2 separate regions of the Rattus norvegicus genome follow, and region 2 is linked to region 1. A link is a contact called in public HiChIP or PLAC-seq data. All regions are on one chromosome and are shown on one strand. The core of a region is the stretch at or near the end of the contact, and the rest is flanking DNA. Distances in the headings are between cores, read along the strand shown. Region 1 has its middle 350 kb from the start of Trib2. Region 2 overlaps LOC102550954 (a long non-coding RNA gene).

The links. HiChIP or PLAC-seq counts read pairs in DNA pulled down with a chosen protein or histone mark.
Region 2: an H3K27ac HiChIP or PLAC-seq map of oligodendrocytes shows a contact between it and region 1, with 8 times the contacts expected there. The contact joins two enhancer-like sites. A contact is called at or near these places in 1 of 12 Hi-C or Micro-C datasets (Schwann cells) and 1 of 1 datasets of contacts at active chromatin or transcription factors (oligodendrocytes).

The regions. Positions count from the first base shown.
Region 1 is chr6:44,647,802-44,653,558 of GRCr8, forward strand. It overlaps the pseudogene Rpl11-ps2. Among named protein-coding and RNA genes, the nearest start is that of Trib2, 350 kb to the left of the region's middle. Within about 2 kb of position 2,085, at least 15 of the 93 cell types and tissues checked have an H3K27ac peak or open chromatin away from gene starts, as enhancers often do.
Region 2 is chr6:45,013,679-45,019,048 of GRCr8, forward strand. It overlaps LOC102550954 (a long non-coding RNA gene), which reads right to left. Exons shown (of 6, transcript XR_010052219.1): 1 at 3,607-5,370; 2 at 1,743-1,841. Among named protein-coding and RNA genes, the nearest start is that of Lpin1, 93 kb to the right of the region's middle. Within about 2 kb of position 3,238, at least 37 of the 93 cell types and tissues checked have an H3K27ac peak or open chromatin away from gene starts, as enhancers often do.

The sequences.
Region 1 (5,757 bases), core at 835-3,334:
GAATTTACACAGGGGAGAGGAATCTATTTTTGTGACTGGCGACAGCTCGTTTCCAAAAGGTCATTCCAAAGTAGCATGGCCCAGCTTTTCCAGCATTGTCCTTTCTAGAAGAAATTTCTGCAGACAGATCCATGGCTCAGTCAGCCACCAACTCATACACTTATTAGAGGCCATCTAGACTATTTAGAAGCAAAGTACTATTTGGGACAATGTTCTCAAACAAATGTCTCTTCCTTTCAGAAATCCATAAATTTGTTAGTCTTCCTTTATCTCCTATTCTTCATAACTAGTTCATTTATACACAAATTCATGTGGCATATTTGGACACTAAAGGAAAGGAGGGGCACACTCCCTTTGTTAATCAGGCAGCTGCATGGACAGTCACTCACAAGAAAATCCACGTTATCCAAATTCTTTGTGTAGCAGATTTTAACTTTGAATATTGTACCTGGACAAAGCAAGGTTAGACCTATGTGTTCATCTCTGCTTATTTCATTCAATCCAAGACAGACTACAACTCTCACTTATATGAAGACTTCCTTTAGAAGAAAGGATAGAGGTACCTTTGATATAGATGTTAGAAAAAAATGAAACAAAGCATCCAGGACAGGCAAGAACAGGGTCCTGAGAGTAGTTAGTATCTACTATAAACTTTGTACCATCACTGTGGGAAAATATGCAGGTGGCTCACTTCAGATTCCATAAGAACTTCCTTTCTTCTTCTCCATTTGATGCTCTAAAACAAATAGCCAACAACTAGCTAACTGTATAAATTATAGATGTGTATTTTTGTCACCAAGGGAAAAGTCATGTAAGAACACAATGAGAAGGCAGCTATCTACAAAACCAGAATGAGTCCTTGTCAAGAATCAAAGCTGTCATTATGTCCATCCTGGATTCATTGCTTCCAGACCTATGTTGTTTAAGACACATAGATAGTATAATTCTATTATGCCTCTCTATTCCCAGGGAACCTGAGTTTACTAAGGCAGTGTGTGAGCTTAGCCTTTAATATGGACTAAAGATTGGAAAATTTAAAAGTGCATTGCAATTTGGTAGAGTGTGTGTTCCATGTCGTATTCTAAGTCATGGAATGTAACAGGAAAGATGATGCAGATGGTCTTCCATCTTGTATACTGGCTGAAACCATTTTAAGATTGACTAGAATGTCATATTCTTGATGAGAAGCCCCATAGAATAGAAACCAAGGTCAGGATGCCCCAGCTAGCTTATCATAGCTTATGCTAAACTGACTGCTATATAAACCTTCTCCTTCAGCTAACTGCTTATCTTAGCCTCTGTTAAACTGCTTGCTTGCACAACTTCCCTATCCCCCTCCATTCTCCAACTCACCCTACTCCCTTCCCCTGCTACTGCCAAATGAGACACAAGAATGTGGGGGTTTGTTTGTTTGCTTAGTTTGTTGGTTGGTTGGTTTGCTTTGTTTTGATTTGATTTGATTTGATTTAGAAAATCCCATGCTCTGAATACTTGTTGCTACACTTGGGCTTCCAAATACCTAAGTATAGCTCCACTAATTAAAATAAAGACTTAGAATTGGTTATAAACTGTGTCTGAGTGGTTATCTCTGGTGGGTTCCCCGTAACAAGACTTTGGTTGAAAGTAAGTGCGGCTCTCTTCCTATTTTCCATAATGGCACAAGATCAGGGTAGGAAGGAAAACACCATGAGGGAACTTCACATCTACAAGCCCTGTCTCAATATCTGTGTCAGAGAAAGGAGGAACTGACTGATCTTGGCAGCCAAGGTGTTAGAGCAGTTCAATGGCCAGATACGTATATTTTCCAAAGAGAAATACATCACCAAGTCCTTTGGCATCAAAAGAAATGAAAGGATCACTATTCACTATACAGCCCATGAATCAAAGGCAGAAAAAATCCTGGAGAAAGTCCTAAAGATACAAGAGTATGAGTTACAGAAAAATAACTCCTTGGATTCTGGAAATATTGGATGTGGGATTCAAGAACACATTGATCTGGACACCTGAGTATTGGGACCCACAGGCTGGACTTCAACATGGTGCTAGGTAGGCCCAGTTTCACTATCTCAGGTAAGAAGCGTAGGACAGGCTGCATTGTAGCCAAGCACAGAATCAGTAAAGATGAGACTATGCGCTGGTTCCAGTAGACATATAATAGGATTCATCCTTCCTGGCAAATAAATGTTGTCCAAAAGGCTAATAAATTTTTCTCAGAAATGCAAACAAATGATAAGTGAGGCAAGAAGCAACAGAAAGGGAGAGGTGAACACAGAGGTATCTGGGCAAAGTTACCATATCTGTGAGGAGATATGGGAGGTGGCAACCGGTGCAAGAGAAACCCCCAAGCTACTCAATGAATAAGAAAAAAACACTGGAGACTAAGGAGCTAGGAAAGGGGACCTGGGAATAATAGAATCCCTGTTTCCACTCTGCCTGGAGCTTGTGTCCAAAGACCATGTCATGGGTGGTTGTCTCTTTACCCAGGCTGGAATGAGAGTAGGGGGTGAGGTTCCCTTGTGGGAATGAATTTTAAGCTTTGCCTCAACTGACACCAGAGGAATGGCAGCTGATCCCTCTGCTGGACTCAATAGCTTCTTGTTTTGCTTCTATAGAACCGAGTGTAAGATTTAAACTAGATGCCTTATGTAAGAGAAAGGGCCCTCAAGACTATATAATGCAAATGGGCATTCCATACATAGCCACTTCCTCCCGCCAGGAAGCCAAGAGAAGCTGTGTTCCTGAAGTATAGAAAGAGCTAAACAAAGAAGCCAGCATCCTTCTCTGTGAGATTCCAATTTGAATCGGGCTGCCACAAATGTAAAACGACTTCATTTTCCTTTGCCAGATCCCCTGGGGATTGCAGACTTGTTTATGCCTCTGTGAAATGAAACTCAGCCCAGCCCAAGAGCAGGAAAACACTTCTATAGGCAGGAGGCTGCTGAAGCCAGAACATGGCAGGGTCCATTCACCCTCCTGTTGGGCAGCTCATCCTCTCAGAACAAGGGAACCTCAGTCCCGAGTGACCAGGCTTGGCAGCAGGGAAGAACTGACTCAGATGCAGTATTCAGATCTAAAACTTGATGCTGTCAACCCACAGAGATCATCTTCCTCTTCTGGGAACTTATGATGGGGTTTATAAACAACGGGGTGGAAGATTCTCTCTCTCTCTTTCTCTCTCTCTCTCTCTCTCTCTCTCTCTCTCTCTCTCTTCTACACACCACACACACACACACACACACACACACACACACACACACACACACACACCAAGCAGACAAATCTTAGGAATACCAAGTGGTCTTACATCTTGGCTCACTGGCTGTGCTAGCCATTTTCCTCATTGCTATTGCTATGATCACAAACCTGCCAAAAGCAATGTTTATTTGGGTTTATGTTTGAGAGTACAGTGCACTGTGTGTGTTGAGGGTGGTGGGAGCACAGAGATACAGCAATGGGAGCTTCAGCATGAGTTGTTCCACAGAGCAGCCACAGTCAGGAAGCAAGAAGAGGTGAACACTGGTGTTCATTTTACCTTTGTCCTTTTTATGCAGCCTGGGAACCCAGCCCATGGTATGCTAATGTACAGATAAGCTGCTGTAGTTTGAATGAAATGTCCTCCATTAAGTCTCCAGCAATTGAATACCCAGGCCCCAGTTGGTAGCTATTTACAGAGGACTCAAATGTGTTCAGCTTCAAGTTCAATGAGAAGATAGTTTGTACCAACAAAGTATGGTAAAGCAAGATTTGGCAAAGTATCTGATGTTGACCTATACTCAATACATGCATAAATGTACACAAGTGCATGAATGCATTCACATACAGAGTTATACTAGAGAGAGAGAGAGAGAGAGAGAGTTTTCTTCTTGGGAGATTTCCAGAACCAATCTAGCCTTCTGACCCAGAAAGATGACAGAAGCCTGAGTCAGCTGACTTCTAGCTCATTCTTTGTTGATTAAAAAGTCCAGCAAATGTCAACAGACCTTCATTTGTTCATTTGACCTTCTATAGACATTGAACTAAGCAAATACTCAATGATTTTGCTAATATAGTGTTTGGGGTCTTTTATTATATGACAATTAGTGACCAAAGTAGGGGGTGGAGGTAATCTGAAGCAATAGGTGATGTATTTTGCCTGTGTAAGTCTAGAAATTTTCTGGAAGACACCTGTTTGCTCATATAGAATGCTCATAGGATCATCTTTGGTTAGAGCAATGATTGCAAATGTGTGGCCTTTGGGAAGAAAAATGTCACTGAAGGCAGGCTTTGAGAATTTAAAGACTTGTCTCATGTGAAACTCACCATCTCTCTGTTTTGTGTTTGCAAAGATGTGAGCCCTCAGCCTCCTGCTTATGCCTCCATGTCTGTGTTCTGCTACCAAGGAACCAACCTCTTCAGAATGGTAAGCCTAGACAAACTATTCTGTAAGTTGTCCTAACCATAGATTTGTGTCATAGCAACAGAAAACTATCCAACAGTCATACGTAAAGGTACGTTTCTGAGATGAATCAAAATCTATTCATGTTGATAATAAAGACTGGGGATCATAGCTCCTTTATCCCTAACAAACACTAAATATATATTTATTAACAAACTGCCGTGTTGTAATAGAGAAGAAATTCAAAATGACTTCTGAGTTTGCATTAAGTCTTTGGGATACTTCATGATATAGGTTTAGAACCAAATCCTGCTTGCTTGGTCTGTCGTTTCTTTATCTACAGCCAGCCATCAGCATTGCTGCCTCCAAGCAGCCTTGAAGTGTAGCCCGAGACAATGGCCATCACACTTTGTTTTGTCCCAAGCATGTTTAGTAGCTACCAAGCCTGTGCCTTCCACATAAGCATCCTTAAGGGGTGAACTGAGACAGCAAATGTGAGCTATGGAGATCTGAGCCTGGCTGAGAAAATTAAGTGGTTTACATTCCTTGAAGCTAATTAAGCAAGTTGACAGGGGAAGCTGTTTAACACAGGGAATGCCCTGAACCAGAAATGAAGATATTGTACATGGGAAAGGCACCTTATGCAGAAAAATAATTGTTTTGATACTCTCAGCTAAGCAATCAAAATATCCCCCTTCAAAACTCTTGTAAATAAACCCAGGCTCATTTTCTACCCTGAAGACTTAAAGATGAAGCCCAAGGAAAGCACTGGGTGATTTGGGCACTATGTGATGGGCTGTGTAGGAGAAATTGCCATCTGTCCCTGGGCAGAGATTCAATTAGAGGAGATTTTAGAAGTGACCAAGACGATTAATTTCATCAGACATGTAACAAAAAGTCAAGGCCCTTCTGTCTGTAGATTTCTGTGCAGCTCATACTCACTATAATGACACTAGGTTAAAGACTTACATTTGATTGGTAACATGCAGCTGGCAGAGATGTATTTTTTAATCTAGGTACAAGACATTAAGTGAAAAAGAATGCATAGAAAAAAATACCTGGTCTATGTGTTCCCAGGCCACTGATGACTGAAAGGTGATGCAACAGGAAGAACATTTGTGATTGGTGATCCAAACCTGTGCAGAGTGTATTCCAACATGTATGGGGGAGGCGAGATGTGAGAGCAGTGGAAGTCTGGAGAGGCCCAGGAGCTTGGGGTCTGGGGATCCTGGACCCCAACTTCACACATGACATTTACTCACTGGTAACTTCGCCCTGGAACAAAGAGTTGATGCCTGTTGTACTCATATTCTTAGAAGGTTTGTCATTCAGGATGAATGAGCTCATTTTGTAAATAAGGACCAGACCACTTTCAAAAGTTC
Region 2 (5,370 bases), core at 1,988-4,487, 370 kb after region 1:
CTCCTGACACGTGATCTCAACAGAACACACAGCCCAGCCACACAGCAGGAACTCTCTCCCACAGAGCAAAATCCCAGCTGCTGTAGAGGTGTTTGCACCTGCACTCCTCAGTTATCGATCTGCTGGGGGTGAGTAGGCATGCTGTGAAGTGCTGTGTTCTGGACCTGATGTCGCTATTGTAGTTATGAACTCTCTCTCTCCATCCATGGTTACCTGCACAAGACCTATACAAGATCAGGCCAACAAGAGCAGTCGGCACTCCAACCATAGCACTAGTGTACTCGGTAGGTTCTAGAAAGGGTAAGGGAAGAAGTGAAGATAGTGGGAGGCAGGCATGTTGGAAAGTGACTGAGGGGTTTCCTGGAAGAATGAGAGGGGGCCTGAGGGAAAATATGATTAGTTTGTAGATGTTCAAAATTGTCAAAAAAACAAACACAAACAAACAAACAAACAAACAAATAAATAAATAAATAAATAAATAAATAAATAAATAAAAGATTTTTAAAGAAGAATGACAGGTAGTATCTAAGACCCGATGATACAAAAATGATGTGCATTTAGTAGTGCACTTGGACTTTTGGATTTGTTATTTTCCAGTCTTGTGAGATATGATAGGAAACATTCTCAGTGCTGGGCAGGGGCAGGGGCAGGGAGCCATAGTTCCAAGCCAGCCCTGAGATCATGAGAATCACTTGTTCTGTGGTGGACTAGGCTATGATTCTCCAGGGGTTGGGGACATTTCATGCATTTTCCTTTAACTTGGGATATTTTCAACCAACAGTTGTGTGAGGATGAAACCCACTGTACACCGAGAAACATCTGTATGTGCGATATGAGGTTATGAGTCCTATTTTTTTTTTTTTGAGAAGAGTCATATTGCAAGCAGAGGGGTAAGAAGCACAGCTGCACATAGGGTGAAGCTCTGAGAACATAGTCATTACAGGACAGGTTTCTGGTCCCCTCTGAGGCGCTATTGAACAGTAATGGAGTCTGGCTCATTTACAAAGTAAGATCAGGTGACAGATGCCCTCATTGGAGCCTACATGGGGAAAGAAACAGGTGCTGCTGACAGAGAGGTTCCATAGTTTTCTTTCCCCATGTATGTGGCCCGAGAGCCAGTGTCAGCCAACAGACCACTTGGAGCAGAGTCATTTCTGGCAATTATCAAAGGCCCAGTGCCCAGGGAGATACCTGATCATAAGAGATGGGCTGGCCTGGTATGCCAAGCGTCTAAGGTTACTTCCTACTAGGGATTAAACAATGGAAGCTTCTAGTCTCATAATCCACATCAATGCCAAGGTGTTGGCAATCTGGCTTTTCCTGAGACCTCTCCTGCTGGCATTAGTTAGTTAGCTAATGTGTCCTCTCATGGGCTTTCCTGTAGGCACACAGACGCCTGCATTCAAATTTCTTCTTACAAGCACACTTTCCCAGTTAGATGAAGACCATGTTAAGGGCCTTTTCATCCTGTCACCTTTGTGAAAGCGACCTTCAGAGGTGTGGGGAGCTCAGAGTTTTGTGGAAGCACAGTTTATCCCTACCACCTGCCATCTGACCAAGGGTTTCAAGCACGGTCCTTGGTGCAGAACGTATGCTCAGAAGCAGTTGACACTGGGGTCTACGACTGACAGACCGAATCTCTTCCGTCTAATCAAGTCACTCCCTGCTGTCTCAGAGCCCGTTTCCCCACCTACAAAATAGAGACAACGTTACTTCAAGAAATGAATGAGTGGATTCCTCACCTCAGCCTATGCCACACTTTCTAGAATCTTCTCCTGGGTTGGAGGTCCCACTTCCTAAGTACCAGCGATCTTCACGTGCCTTGATGTAGCAAGGAAAATCTGTAAGACGCAAGCACAGTATTTCGTGGGCATGCGTCATGGTTTGAACAGGAAATATCCCTAGAGACTCTTGGTGACGTTATTTGGGGTATTGATGGGATCTTTAGGGACCGGCCTGAAGAAGTAGATCCCTGAGAGGGTAGCTTTTAGGGGCGTGTCCTGACCCTGTCCTTTCCTGTCTCCTCCTCTTGGCTCTAGTGGTAGCTCCCACCTGGCTGTTCCGACTCAGCACAAGCTCAGAAGCAATGGAGCCAACAGCCCTGAACCATTGAGAGCCTGAGCCACAGGGAGGCCCAGCCCACCCCACTCAATTTGCTTCTCTTGGGTATTTGTCAAAGGGACAAAACTCGAACTACCACAAATCTTATGATTCCAAATCCTCACCAAATGCCTCATCTGATCAACCTCCCATGACTCACTGACAAGCCACAGTCCCAGAGAAAGCCATTGGCTTTGGCATTGGAAGTTTGAAGGAGTTGATTCAGGGATGACGAAAATTCAGGCATTGTGACCCTTGACCAGGAACAGTTTCTTTTCAGGCTGCCCTTAAAACCAGCGCGTAGAGGAACAGAGTGACAGGCTGCGGTGGCCTTCATGCACACAAAACATTCATAGAGGTGCGACTGAGGCTTGTCGGTAACAGTAGGCAAGCTTACTTGCCTTGGAGCCTAAGTGTCCACATCCATAAGAACAGTGTGATTTAAAATGTGGCTGTTAGGATAACTAAAAAGACAAGTTAATTACAAATCAAGGCCCACCACGTGTGCAGTTATTTAGCTCTCTATAGTATAGTATGGTACAGTATAGTATAGTACAGTATAGTATAGTACAGTATAGTATAGTACAGTATAGTATAGTACAGTATAGTAGAGTACAGTATAGTAGAGTACAGTATAGTAGAGTACAGTATAGTAGAGTACAGTATAGTAGAGTACAGTATAGTAGAGTACAGTATAGTAGAGTACAGTACAGTATAGTACAGTACAGTATAGTACAGTATAGTATGGTACAGTATAGTATGGTACAGTATAGTATGGTACAGTATAGTATGGTATAGTATAGTATAGTACAGTATAGTATAGTACAGTATAGTATAGTACAGTATAGTATAGTCATGGCCGAGGAGCCATGTCAGCTGCGGTGGCTCCTCTGAGGTGACAGAAGCACAGGACAACAATTATTCACACCTTGACAGATCAGGAAGCAGAGAACAGGATCGGAAGTAGAACTCCGTGTATTTCTTATATGGCTTCAGTGAGGATATTCACTGGGAGTCTGTTCCTCCAACTGGAAGTTATACACAGATCTTACTAGGAGTCCTAGCATGGCAGCCATACAACACCAAAGACATGAAGCCAGCCCAGCCACATGTGGCATTCTTTCAACACAGTGTCACTCCCTACAGGACTGAAATAGGGGAGGCTGTGTGATGGCCTCTCACAGCAGCCCCAGGGAGCAAGCAGCATGGGTCTGGAGCCTCAAAGCACTGTTTAGAAGGACCCAACCGAGTTCAAGTGACTACCCACTGATAGTGGCCGTACCCGTGTGCCAGGCCAGGAGCTGCGTGCTAGGGCCTAAGACAACTGTTGGCTGGCACAGTCAGTGGCCAGCCCCAGAAAGCAGACCTTCCCAGCTACAAAGCTGTCAACAGGAGCTAGGAATACTTCCCACGGGAACAGAGCACCCTACACGGGCCCCAGGCACCGGTCCAGCAGAGCAGAGCACAGCGCGCAGCTGGAGGCCTGCTGAGCCAGTGCACACTTACCCAATTGTGCCAGGAACGAATGGAGAAACTGTATCTGCTCTGACGGGCTCAAAGCTGCCGTCTGCCCTGCTCTCCAGGTGCTGCCTTAGGAAGCCTTTTCAAGGACTGTTCAGGACAAGAACAGCTCTTCAGGGACATCAGGGCCTTCCCACGGGTCTCCTGTCAGCTTTTGCTGGAGGTTGGGGGTGGGGGAATAATGTGGAACACAATCCAAGTAATGCCATACTCTGTGAAGCCTGGAAGCGGCTTCCAGGGTGACTGTGTGTTTTGTTTCCTCTGGGTAAGCCCCGCCCCCCTTGCCTATTGGCCATCCCACAAGTCAAGGCAATAGGCATAAGCTGTCCCTTTCAAAGGAGGCTTTGCATTCATTTTAACCAGGCCTCGAACTTTGGGAACTCTCTCACTTCCCCAGGCATGCTAAGACACAGCTACTGTGTGCTCTGGTGCCTACTCAGAACTAGCATTTCCCATGAGTTCCAGAGCGAGGGTCACTCATGTCACTAGGAGAGCATTGATCCAGTCCATCTATTGGCACCGTGCAGAAATCAGGTAAGGACTCCTGAGGTGAGGGTTCCTGGTACTCAAGGAGGTCTGAACCCAATCTATCCCAGTTCAACTTAATGTCACTGTGACCTCTCCCCTCCCTGAATTGTCTCTGTGCATTCCCACCAAGAGACAAGAACAGAATGAGCTGGAAGATGGCAAGGATTGCAAGGGAGTTGCCCTGGTGGGTCTCGAATGTTTAATTAGAGCAACTAGAGTGTGCAGTGGTAAGGACCAGGCTTTGGTCATTCTGATGAAAGAGGAACAGTGGGGGACCAAGGCAAACTGGAGACTCTGCAGAAAATGGGAAACAGCAGAATGAGCACCTGATCGTGGAGAACCTGGCTTTGCACACTTGGAAGGGGTGCAGACAAAGCTGCTGTGCTTTCAGTCAGGACAAACATCCGGGGTGCATTAGAAACAAGAGTCCTCTCAAATACCTGGCTCGCAGCAGATGCTTCATGTACCCAGATTCAAGGCACAAAAAATGTTTGCCACCCGTACCTCCTGCAGGCTAGAAACCACACAGCGCTCTTAGCAGAGCCTGTCCAGTTGGGATGCTCTTCCAGACCAAGGCATCTTCTCAGCAATGCAGCAATGTGAATGTCTGTCCCCAGAGACCCAGCACCTTCAGGCTGTCCCCCATCCACCACAGGGCACCAGGATAGAGCAAGAAGCAGCCCACTATGATATTCTTCCCATGTTCGGTTTGTCTACAGGTCGTAGATTGTGAAAGGTTCATCTCCCTTGGACACAGGGGAATCCATTCCCCTTACCTGGAGGGCAGTTTGAAGAAGGCAGTTTGAAGTTTTAATTACAAAAGAAAGTAACCATTAGGTTTTCAGTAACTACACACTTCACCCTGGCCCAAGACTGGCACTTCTCCCTCTGTACTTCTGCAAGAATGGGTGCTGCTTGGGCAAGCGTCTCATATGTCAAGGTTACTTCATGCTAGTATTACTACAGACAGATGAGAACACCCAGCAATGCTACCCACGGCCCTGCATGAAGCAAACGGTAACAGAACCATTACTCTTCCAGGGTACAGCATTCATACCATTCCATGCCAGTGACAACTGTGAGCCCCAACCCCCTGAAGTCAACCACCCATCCCAGTAGATAAGAACACACGTCTGTACCCAGAATGTAGGAGCCTGCAGGAGTCCTGGAGAATCCATCTTGTGTAGAGTTTAAACCTATATGATAAACAAGCCAACCATC